Linked DNA regions of Sus scrofa: region 2 is linked to region 1. The links are chromatin contacts, called in public HiChIP or PLAC-seq maps. All regions are on one chromosome and are shown on one strand. Each heading gives the region's core, a stretch centred on a gene start, on an enhancer-like site or on the middle of the called end of the contact. The rest is flanking DNA. Distances are from core to core; before and after follow the strand shown. Region 1 overlaps LOC102166141 (a long non-coding RNA gene). Region 2 overlaps LOC106507918 (a long non-coding RNA gene).

What was found. HiChIP or PLAC-seq counts read pairs in DNA pulled down with a chosen protein or histone mark.
Region 2: a contact with region 1 is called in an H3K27ac HiChIP or PLAC-seq map of skeletal muscle. The contact joins two enhancer-like sites. A contact is called at or near these places in 1 of 47 Hi-C or Micro-C datasets (embryonic fibroblasts) and 1 of 2 datasets of contacts at active chromatin or transcription factors (skeletal muscle).

The regions. Positions count from the first base shown.
Region 1 is chr10:50,261,452-50,266,021 of Sscrofa11.1, forward strand. The region is part of intron 3 of LOC102166141 (a long non-coding RNA gene); the gene reads left to right. It overlaps LOC102166227 (a long non-coding RNA gene), which reads right to left. Exons shown (of 4, transcript XR_002336361.1): 3 at 4,404-4,570; 4 at 931-3,084. Among named protein-coding and RNA genes, the nearest start is that of THNSL1, 47 kb to the right of the region's middle. Within about 2 kb of position 2,155, at least 45 of the 83 cell types and tissues checked have an H3K27ac peak or open chromatin away from gene starts, as enhancers often do. A contact at or near this core is called in skeletal muscle, where this site is marked.
Region 2 is chr10:50,480,071-50,484,640 of Sscrofa11.1, forward strand. LOC106507918 (a long non-coding RNA gene) reads left to right here. Exons shown (of 5, transcript XR_002336368.1): 4 at 4,149-4,275. Among named protein-coding and RNA genes, the nearest start is that of ARHGAP21, 59 kb to the right of the region's middle. Within about 2 kb of position 2,186, at least 26 of the 83 cell types and tissues checked have an H3K27ac peak or open chromatin away from gene starts, as enhancers often do. A contact at or near this core is called in skeletal muscle, where this site is marked.

The DNA of each region.
Region 1 (4,570 bases), core at 905-3,404:
AGCTGAGGTTCCAGTAAGAACAGGGATTACTTTGTTCACTCTGAGAAATGCTAACTAAATTCACTTGAGCACAAACCTTTTTTCTGGAGTCGCCTCTATTAACATCATGTGCAGATATTTTGGGAATCTGCCCTTTTCTAACAGCAGATTCAACTGTCTCTCCTGTCAGACTTTTAAAAAGGTAACCAAATGACCAAATAAAATATTTTTCTTACTTTCTCTAATCCAGAAGTAAGAGATGTCAAATGACTAAGCTTTGGCTAGTAGAGGGAAAGCTAAAAACAAAGTGACTTGGTGAAATCCCGGGGCCCACTGTCTACACTAAAGAGGCAGGAGAGTGGTCTGCGAGCGTTCCAATTAACCCCGCCTGGCTAACTGCACTTTTGTCCGACAGATTTTATGATAAAATCTGCAGCTCTCTTCTGACTTTGTATCAGGCACACCGAAGCTGTGATAGGCTACTTCTATTTTTTTTAAGCTCATGCATTCTTTCACCAGGATAGTTGTGACTAAGGTCTGAAAACACCAAGTCACGAATGAGCCAAATAACTGAGTCTTTGTCAGTAGGCCCCATCTCTCCCACAGCAGACTTGTGCATCTTGAACTTCTTTTCCTTCCCTGTGGTCAGGCTGTCACCATCAGCCCTCTCATTTTCCAGTCACAAGCCAGCACACGGAGGGAGTGACTTTCTCAAGGCCGCCTGACCACTCATCTCTCCCAGGCATCAGGGGAGCAATGTGGAGATGATATGCACCAGAAGATGAAGGGTTAATACACAGCTTATTAGCCTCTTGAAATAAAACCCCCTGAATTCGTTCAAGGACATCCTTTAAATTCCATTCCTCCAGCACTTTGTTTGCAAGAACATAAATAGCTCCTCTTCAAACACAAACTGAAAACCCAACCTAATAAAAGAGGTAAAACTGTTTCTGGACTGAAGTGCTTATTGTATTTGCACAGGTCAGAGCTATAGTGTTCACTCTGATCTCACTTTAAATAAAAGGCAAAGAATTTGAGTATAGCAGACTTGGTCTTAAGATTCCCATAAAATAGGGGACATTTTTCTCCAGCCACTGTGACGATGCACTGAGTCCTAGAAGGCTGCCTGTTGGTCAGCAAGCACTGGCTGAGTTGCTCAGATGCCCTGGTTGTAAAAGCGATGGACTATCCAGGGGAACTTGAGCGAAGAATTAGAAAAAGGAAATAGTTCCTGCATTGCTGTTGGAACTCACCTTAGATCATGAGCAAACCATGATGATAGTGGACAGAGAGAAGGAACCTTCTCGTAGATTCCTCTCTAAGAGGAGGCCCAGTGCTGTTTTTTCATTCCAGTTATAACTGGAAGAGCTGCTTACATCTCATCGAATTCAGTCTTCTGATTTTGCAAGTAAGAAAACCTAGACCCAGCTTTCGAGCACGAGCAGTTTGCTGTAGGTAGGTAGGCAGGAAGGAAGAGAGGGAAGCAAATAGCTAGTTTGGTAGAGAGCTAGGTAGGGAGGTGGGAGGTAGGTAAGCAGGTGGGAGGCAAGGAGGGAGGGAGGAAGGAAGTTCTCTACAGGAGCCAGTCCCCTCCTCTGGCTACAGCTAGACTTCTTTATAAGCTCGTCAAGAGATCAATAAAGGGTTTAGACAATTCATTTATGAACGCTTCTCACTTCATTCTGAAAATAGCAACGTGGTTATCTGAGGGGCCTGGCTAAGCTCCGGAAATAATATCGTAGAGTCTTTGGACGTAGCCTTAAGTAGAGGATTTGCTGGTAACTCTTGTAAATATTCTCTTCTGTTTTTCTGAATGTTCCTAAAATTTCACATTTACAAGAAAGCAAAAGGAAGTGACTTTATGATACTTTCCAATAATTTATCTGAATATTCTCGGGCTCCCAGCTGCTTTCTTCTGGCCTCTGTTTGTATTAGCAACGCCTCATGACACAGCATAAAGTGAATCTGGACAGAAGTTTCTAACACTGGTGAAAAAGAAGCACAACCAGTAGATTGCTGAAGTAATTTAAAAAAGAAAAGAGCCTGGGATAGTGCCCTGAAGGAGAAAACATCCCCTGATGTCTTGTCTTGTGGCAGCAGTAGACACAGATGGCTGGCGAAAGACAAGAGCTTCTATGGAGTGGGAGGAGTCTCCTCCAGAAACACAGCTTCCATTATCTCAGGAGGGCATGTAAGGACACGATTCTTGGCTTCTGGACCTTGCAGGAGAATCCGCCTGTTCACCTCGCGCTAACATCCACTAGGGGGAGGCAGGGTCCTTCTGCAGATTTCTACTGGGAAGAACTTGCCCAACAGCAGTCATCTGAAGTACTAAGTACATCTACTAAGTACTAAGTACATCTACTGAGTACTCAGGAACAATGGAAGCTGGGAGGGGATGAAGCTGTCACTTCTGCCTCAGCCACACCTCTCTTTGAGGAACTCTTAATTCATGGGTTTAGCTCTTCCTTTAGCAGCCTGTCATCGAGGGTTTATACAGTGTGTGTCTCAAGTCAGACAATGGGAAGAGTGGACATGAACACACACGAGGGGCCAGCCTTACTTCCGTTTTGGAATGATAGGTGGAAAGTGGAAGATAGGAAGCCTGTGATCTCCATTTACTAGTTGAAGACTGGTCAGCTTTCTCACCCCTCTTTCCTCCTACCTCGGTGATCACCTAGCAGTTGCTTCATCCATCTCTGACCTCAGCCACACACAAAGGTAGTTCACCTTTTTAGCAGGCAAGTGAAGCAAAAGTCTTTTTCCTTCAAAATTATAACTCCTCCTGTAACCGATTTCTGCAGTTTTGTGTTAAAGAGACATTTCTTGGGAGTCTTCAAATGTCCCCTATTAAAACGCCACAGATGTATGAGGGGAAAGTATGTTATAGTATTATTTACAGTAGCAAAATCATAAGGAGACTAGTTGCCCCATACCGAGGGAATAGAAGAATGAACAATGATGAAGCCACAGGATGTGATATGATGACAACTTTAAAATCATGCTTTAGGAGGCCCCAGGTGGCTCAGTGGGTTAAGGATCCCAGCATTGTCACTGCTGTGGCACAGGTGATTCCTGGCTCAGGAACTCTTCCTCTTGCTATAGCTGCAGGAAAAAAAAAAAAAAAAAAAATTAAACCATGCTTTAATAATTATTTTATTTTTATTTTTGGCTGCCTCAAGGCATATGGACTTCCCGGGCCAGGAATCAGATCCAAGCCACAGCTGCAATCTATACTGCAGCTATGGCAACGCTGGATTCTTCAATCCACCGTGCCAGACCAAGGACCAAACCTGCATCCTGGCGCTGCAGAGACACTGCCAATCCTGTTGCACAGTGGGAACTCCAGTAATAATTTTAATGACATAAGAAATGATTGCCAAATAGTGTTAAGTGGAGATCTGATATTAAAAAGTGATCTCAATTTTTTTTTTCTTTTTATGGCCACACCTACAGCATATGGAAGTTCCTGGGCTAAGGGTCGAATCGGAGTCACAACTGCCATGGCAATACCAGATCCTTAACCCACTAAGCGAGGCCAGGCATCCTCACAAATACTGGGTCAGGTTCTTAACCCACTGAGCCACAGCAGGAGCTACATTATCTCAATTTTTTAATTTAAAAAAAAAAAAAAGCAGAGGCATCAAAATTCTGAGATCCGTATCTCTGAAAGGTAGAGTTACAGAGGAACTTATATTTCATCTAATTTCTTGTATTTTCAAAAAAAAAAATCCTGTTAACGTGAATATGTATTAATTTTATAATCACAGTTTATTTGTATCTATCACTATTCCCAAGAAAAGTGATAGTTTGCCTTTTGTAATTATCCCAAAAAGGGGGGGAGGTTTAAACAGTTAACCAAGAGCAAGAAATGGTTGGCAGGAGAAGGCAGGGGCAGGCATGCAGGGAGGGGTGGGGAGAGAGTCGGGGGATGAGAAGGAAAAATTGAGAAACAATCTTTTTCCTACCACCACGGTGGTAGTAGGACATTAAGGCCTCATTCCACCTGCCTCCCTGGGAGGAGGGCAGTGCTGGGCCCAGCCAATCACTGTTCTCCTGGGTCAGAAGTCAGGAAAAAAGAATGACATTATTGAAGATCTTGCCTAGAGAAAACAAGGCCTTCAATTAGAGACAGATTAATACATGGACTTTGAGATCTTTGTTTTGATGGTTCTGCAAGGTAAAGAGAACCGGAAAAATTAGTTACCATTTCAAGTTTTATTTTGACTCTGCTCAGCTCAATTCGCATTGATTGTAAATGGCCCAAATAATGTTTAATAAGCTCTAAATGGCTTTCTGTCCTTCACAGAACTCATTTGGTCATTTACAGGTGTCTGTGATGGGGCGTGTTTGATATATAGAAAGACATTTGTATTGTGTACCATGAAGTGAATATGTTTAGCAGGGAAGAAAAGGAACATTACCTGGTAAAGTGATGTCAGCAGGAAATTTCTACCTGGATGAGGGCGCATTTCAAGCATTTATTACTATTTGAAAGAAAGCTTAGAGGTATCTCTTCCAGATAGATACAGGAAGTCCTTCTTTGAGCTAATTTCCTTCCAAGATTTTTGCTAGGCTAACAGGCAATCCA
Region 2 (4,570 bases), core at 936-3,435, 220 kb after region 1:
CGTGTATCCCCCCGAGAGCCGGTTTTTTCCTGGGAGAGCTATTTGTTTTCCAATCAGGAAAAGGTTCTCTTGATAATCACGTGACCCAGGTCTTCCCAGATCTTCCCTCCCAACTGTTATTTAAAGGTTGGAGTGGCCATAAAAATAACCTCACAGAGAAGACGAAGGATTACTCACTAATTATGCTGCCTTCCCACTCATCCTTCTTGCCAATCTGGACTTTCTGCCAACTTTTTTTCCCCTAACATTAAAAAGCAGAAGCAGGAGGAGTTCCCACTGTGGCGTAGTGGAAAGGAATCCAACACGTATCCATGAGGATGCAGGTTCGATCCCTGGCTTCGTTCAGGGGGTCGGGGATCTGGCATTGCTGTGAGCTGCAGTGTAGGTCAAAGATGCGGCTGGGATCCTGCGTTGCAGTGGCTCTGGTGTAGGCCAGCAGCTGCAGCTCCGTTTCGAGCCCTAGCCTGGGAACTTCTATGCCACAGGAGCTGTCCTAAAAAGAAAAAAAAAATTTAAAAAAAAAAAAAAAAAAAAGCAGAAGCAAGAGAAGGCAGCAGAAAATGGGAACAAATTAGGCTTCAAAATAGAAGTGTTCAATGTGGCCCCCACAACTTGTGTTCCTTCATCTAGTGACTGGTAACCTGAGGTCTACTTGCTGAAGGCCAGTATCTGGTAACAGGAGATGGAGCAGCCTCTCTCTCTTTTTTTTTTTTTTTTTTAATGGCCACGCCCTTGACATATGGATACCAAATCCAAGCTGCAGCTGGGACCTCTACCACAACCACGGCAACACCAGGGCCTTAACCCACTGAGCCACAGCGGGAACTCTGGAGCAGTCTCTTGAGGATGGAGGATGTGCCAAGTTAACGTTCACTCTCAAACACAATTTTTCTCAGGGTTTCCAGCACAAAATAAGTTTAAACAAACACAATATAAAAGATATAAATGAAAAAACAATCTGTGTGTGGAGTTCCCGTTGTGGCACAGTGGAAATGAACCTGACTAGTATCCATGAGGACTTAGATTCGAGCCCTGGCCTTGCTCAAGGGGTTGAGGATCCAGCATTGCCATGAGCTGTGGTGTAGGTCACAGACGTGGCTAGGATCTGGCGTTGCTGTGACTGTGGCGTAGGCTGTGGCTACAGCACCGATTCGACCCCTAGCCTGGGAACCTCCACATGCCGCGGGTGCGGCCCTAAAAAGACAACAACAAGAAAACAATCTGTGAAATAAAATTCATAGAAGTCACTTGTTCAGAGCATCATTGCAAAACAGTCTAAACTGGGGGTCTTCAAACATTTTTGCTCACAGCTCGCCACCCACCAGAGAAAGAATTTTACAGAACTCTGCACTTTCTCACCTGTTTTAAAGATAACATCCAAGATCTTTCAGCATAAGTTTAAATGGTTGCCAAGGACGTAGTTTCCAGCAGATTGTAAGTGTTAATATTTTAAAAGAAAAGTACACATCACTTTGAAATGTGTCTTGGTAGAATCAACATCTAGACAATTTGAAACATTTTCATCCACTTAAAATATACATGAAAACTCTCTCTTACATAACACCTGGAAATGGTATGTTCTTTATTTGTATCTTTTCCATTTGCCACATAATTTTATCCTCGTGGAGTTTATTTTTATCCTTAAATCTTTAATTAACCACACTGTTAGGCTTCCCAGCAACAAAATAGGTTTACAAACTGTGTTGCTGGCTGGAATTTGGAAGGAGGATGGAAGATAGATTTATGGTCCAAGGGAGTGAAGCATCCCCAGGATTGGTTCAGTGTCATGCTCTGTGGGAGGAGCAAACCGCAGGATGCCCAGGACCTAGATCTTCCACTGGTTTATCCGCAGTGCCCAAGCTGCAGGGTCTTAACGGGGGAGAGCAGGAGGCAAGTAAAAATAGAAAGTGCTGTTATGGGGCAAAACTCTCTGTAAGACTTTGAGAACAAAGCAGCACCACCTTGGCCTAAAGGGTGAGTGTGGCCTGAAAGTGGGAAAAAAAGATCTGTCCTTACACTTCAGCGAGTCCATTTCTGAGTGTCATGGACACTGTGAGACTGTGATCCTGAGAAACAGCAGGCACATCAGCATTTGTAGCCTGACTCCGATAGTGGCTGCCACACAGAGGCTGGCGGAGCTCACGCCAGAACCAGCCCTCGGGCAACATCTGTTGTGAGCAGCAGCCCCGTTGGCAGGCCCACGATGATGGCCCTGGCTGGGCAGACACACCCTGACATCAGGCACAGCACCCCCAGAGTAGCAGTGTCTCGGGTGGTTGCCATGGTTTCAGTGGCAGCTGACGAGAGCAGCCTTGGCCAAGTACCAGTTCTTCTGCTCAGTTGGGAGCTTTACTGCAAACTCCAGGGAGACATTCCCCAGAAGGAGCCCAAGTGGTCACAAGTGGCCAACACAGGAAAGACGTATTTGCAAACCCATGTGAAATACCAACTGGGCACCCCTCCCAAACTTGGTATCAACTTGCAAGGGTCCCAGTGCTGCTGCCCTGGCAGAGGGAAGCCAGAACCAAGAAGCCTCGCTTTTCACTCAACACAGCCCTGTTTTGGCCTCAGACATTTGTGGGCTGGGCAAACGAGGTCCGACAGAATCTCTCCAAAACTTGCAACAGACCAGCCCATCATTATGAGATAAATAGTGGCTGGAAAATAGGAGATTCAAAACTGAAAGTGCCAGGTTGGCATCAGAGTTTAACTCAAAGTGCCCTCCAGGCTATGAGGCCTGCCTTTGCCTATTCTGTCCAACATCAGCTGGGAATTTTCCGATATGGGAGATGACCTGATCTAATTAAGGGGAAATGGTATTACTGTAGGTCAAATCAGAGCAAAGTAAGTCAAGAAAAGCAGAAGCTAGCCTGTCAAGGCCTCCCTTCCAATGCTTACACAAGAGGAGAAATAAAGGGGTATTTGCTGATAATCAGCTAGAACTAGGGAGTTCCTGCCTAGAAAATGTTGGCCACTAAATAACCATGACCTTAACCGAAGGGCACTGAGCTGAGTTTAGTCGTACTTGCAGAGAGTCTGAAGTTCTCTGAATGAGAAGATGTGCCAAGTATTTCACTGAGGCATGAAATCCCCATCCTCTCTCCGCAGCATAGAGGGAGGCGGGCGGGAAGAGAGCCTGGGCTCGGGGGAAAGCTTCACGCCCAAAGACTGAGGCCCTACCTCCAGCAAGTCACCAAATACTCACAACCAGTGGGCAGCAGAGCCAGCCTGGCCAAGGACATGTTCTGCAAAGAACTTACTATATCCACTTGCAGGCTCCCTTTGGGTTTTTTTTTTTTTCCTCCAAGAAGCTGAGAAAAAGGTGGACTGTGACAGCTCTGGGCTGGGAAAGCATTCTGACTGCAGAAGACAAGTCAGCATGTGGACACCTTCCTGGAGGCCCCCAGACCCTGACCCACGTCGGCATGTATCTCCCTAAACCCCACTTAACCTGGATGAGTGCCGCTTGAGTTGCTGTTGAACATCAAAGCCAAATCCTTCCCGCTCTGAGTGTCAACAAGTTTGGCAGACTTTTGTCCACCATCCATTACTTGGGTTAGTTCTATACTACTCATCTAGTTGTTGGGTTTCTTCTGCAAAATTCTAAGCTCTTTTCTCTTTTTGTTTTTCTCATTCTTCTTCTTCCTTTTTTTTTTTTTTTTTTTTTTTTTTTTTTGGCTGTGCCCGAGGCATGCGGATGTTCACAGCAGTGACAACACTGGACCCTTAACCTACTGAGCCACCAGGGAACTCCCCTTTTTCTTCTTTATATCTCCTGTCACAGCAAAGGGAAAAGACAGACCCTAATAAATTGTGAAATTGTTTGAATACATGTGATTCAACTGCCAGAGGCATAAGCCATCATCGAGGTAACTTCGGCTAGCCCTGAAAACCCAGGCCCTGCAGATCCTTTAGGGGAATGTCCCACAGGATAATCACCAGGGCCTGTGTGTCCTGGTGTTGCCAGGACAGAGCCTGTCTTGCAGGAGGAATCCGGGAGCTATGTTTTGGGATTCGTCGTCATGTGTGGTAGAAAAAGGAGAGGAGAATGGGAGGAAAGGGGGTTCTGTGATCTGCAAAATAACTTTGTATGTGCCTGCTTCCTCATCTGCTCCACATTGCAACACTGAGAAGTGTTTATTTTACAGATGAAGAAACCAGAGCTTATAAAGCTGTGAGAAGTGTACCCGGGTAAAATTGGATCTTGGATCTGACAGACTGCATCCTGGGCGCTTTCTCACACAGGGCAACCCTCCCAAGGGGAGGGGAGTCAAGGTGAGTGTATCTTCAGCTCTGTTCGGGGCGCGGGCCTCTGGCTTCTGTGGGCAGGTCTCTCCCCACCTGCTGGCCGCTCGCCTCCCCGCAGCCGTGGGCAAGGGTTCAGTGCTACGGAGAAGCCACAGCAAAGACTCTTATTTCTCACAGAAGCTTCCCATCCAAATCTGGAGGTAGTCATGGCCTTCCAAACATACTGCATCTATTTATAGAAAAAAGAATCAGATAAGGAAGGGGATTTCCTGAAGAGAAGGAAAAAGGAAATCTAGGGGGGTCACATGGGCACATGAGGAAT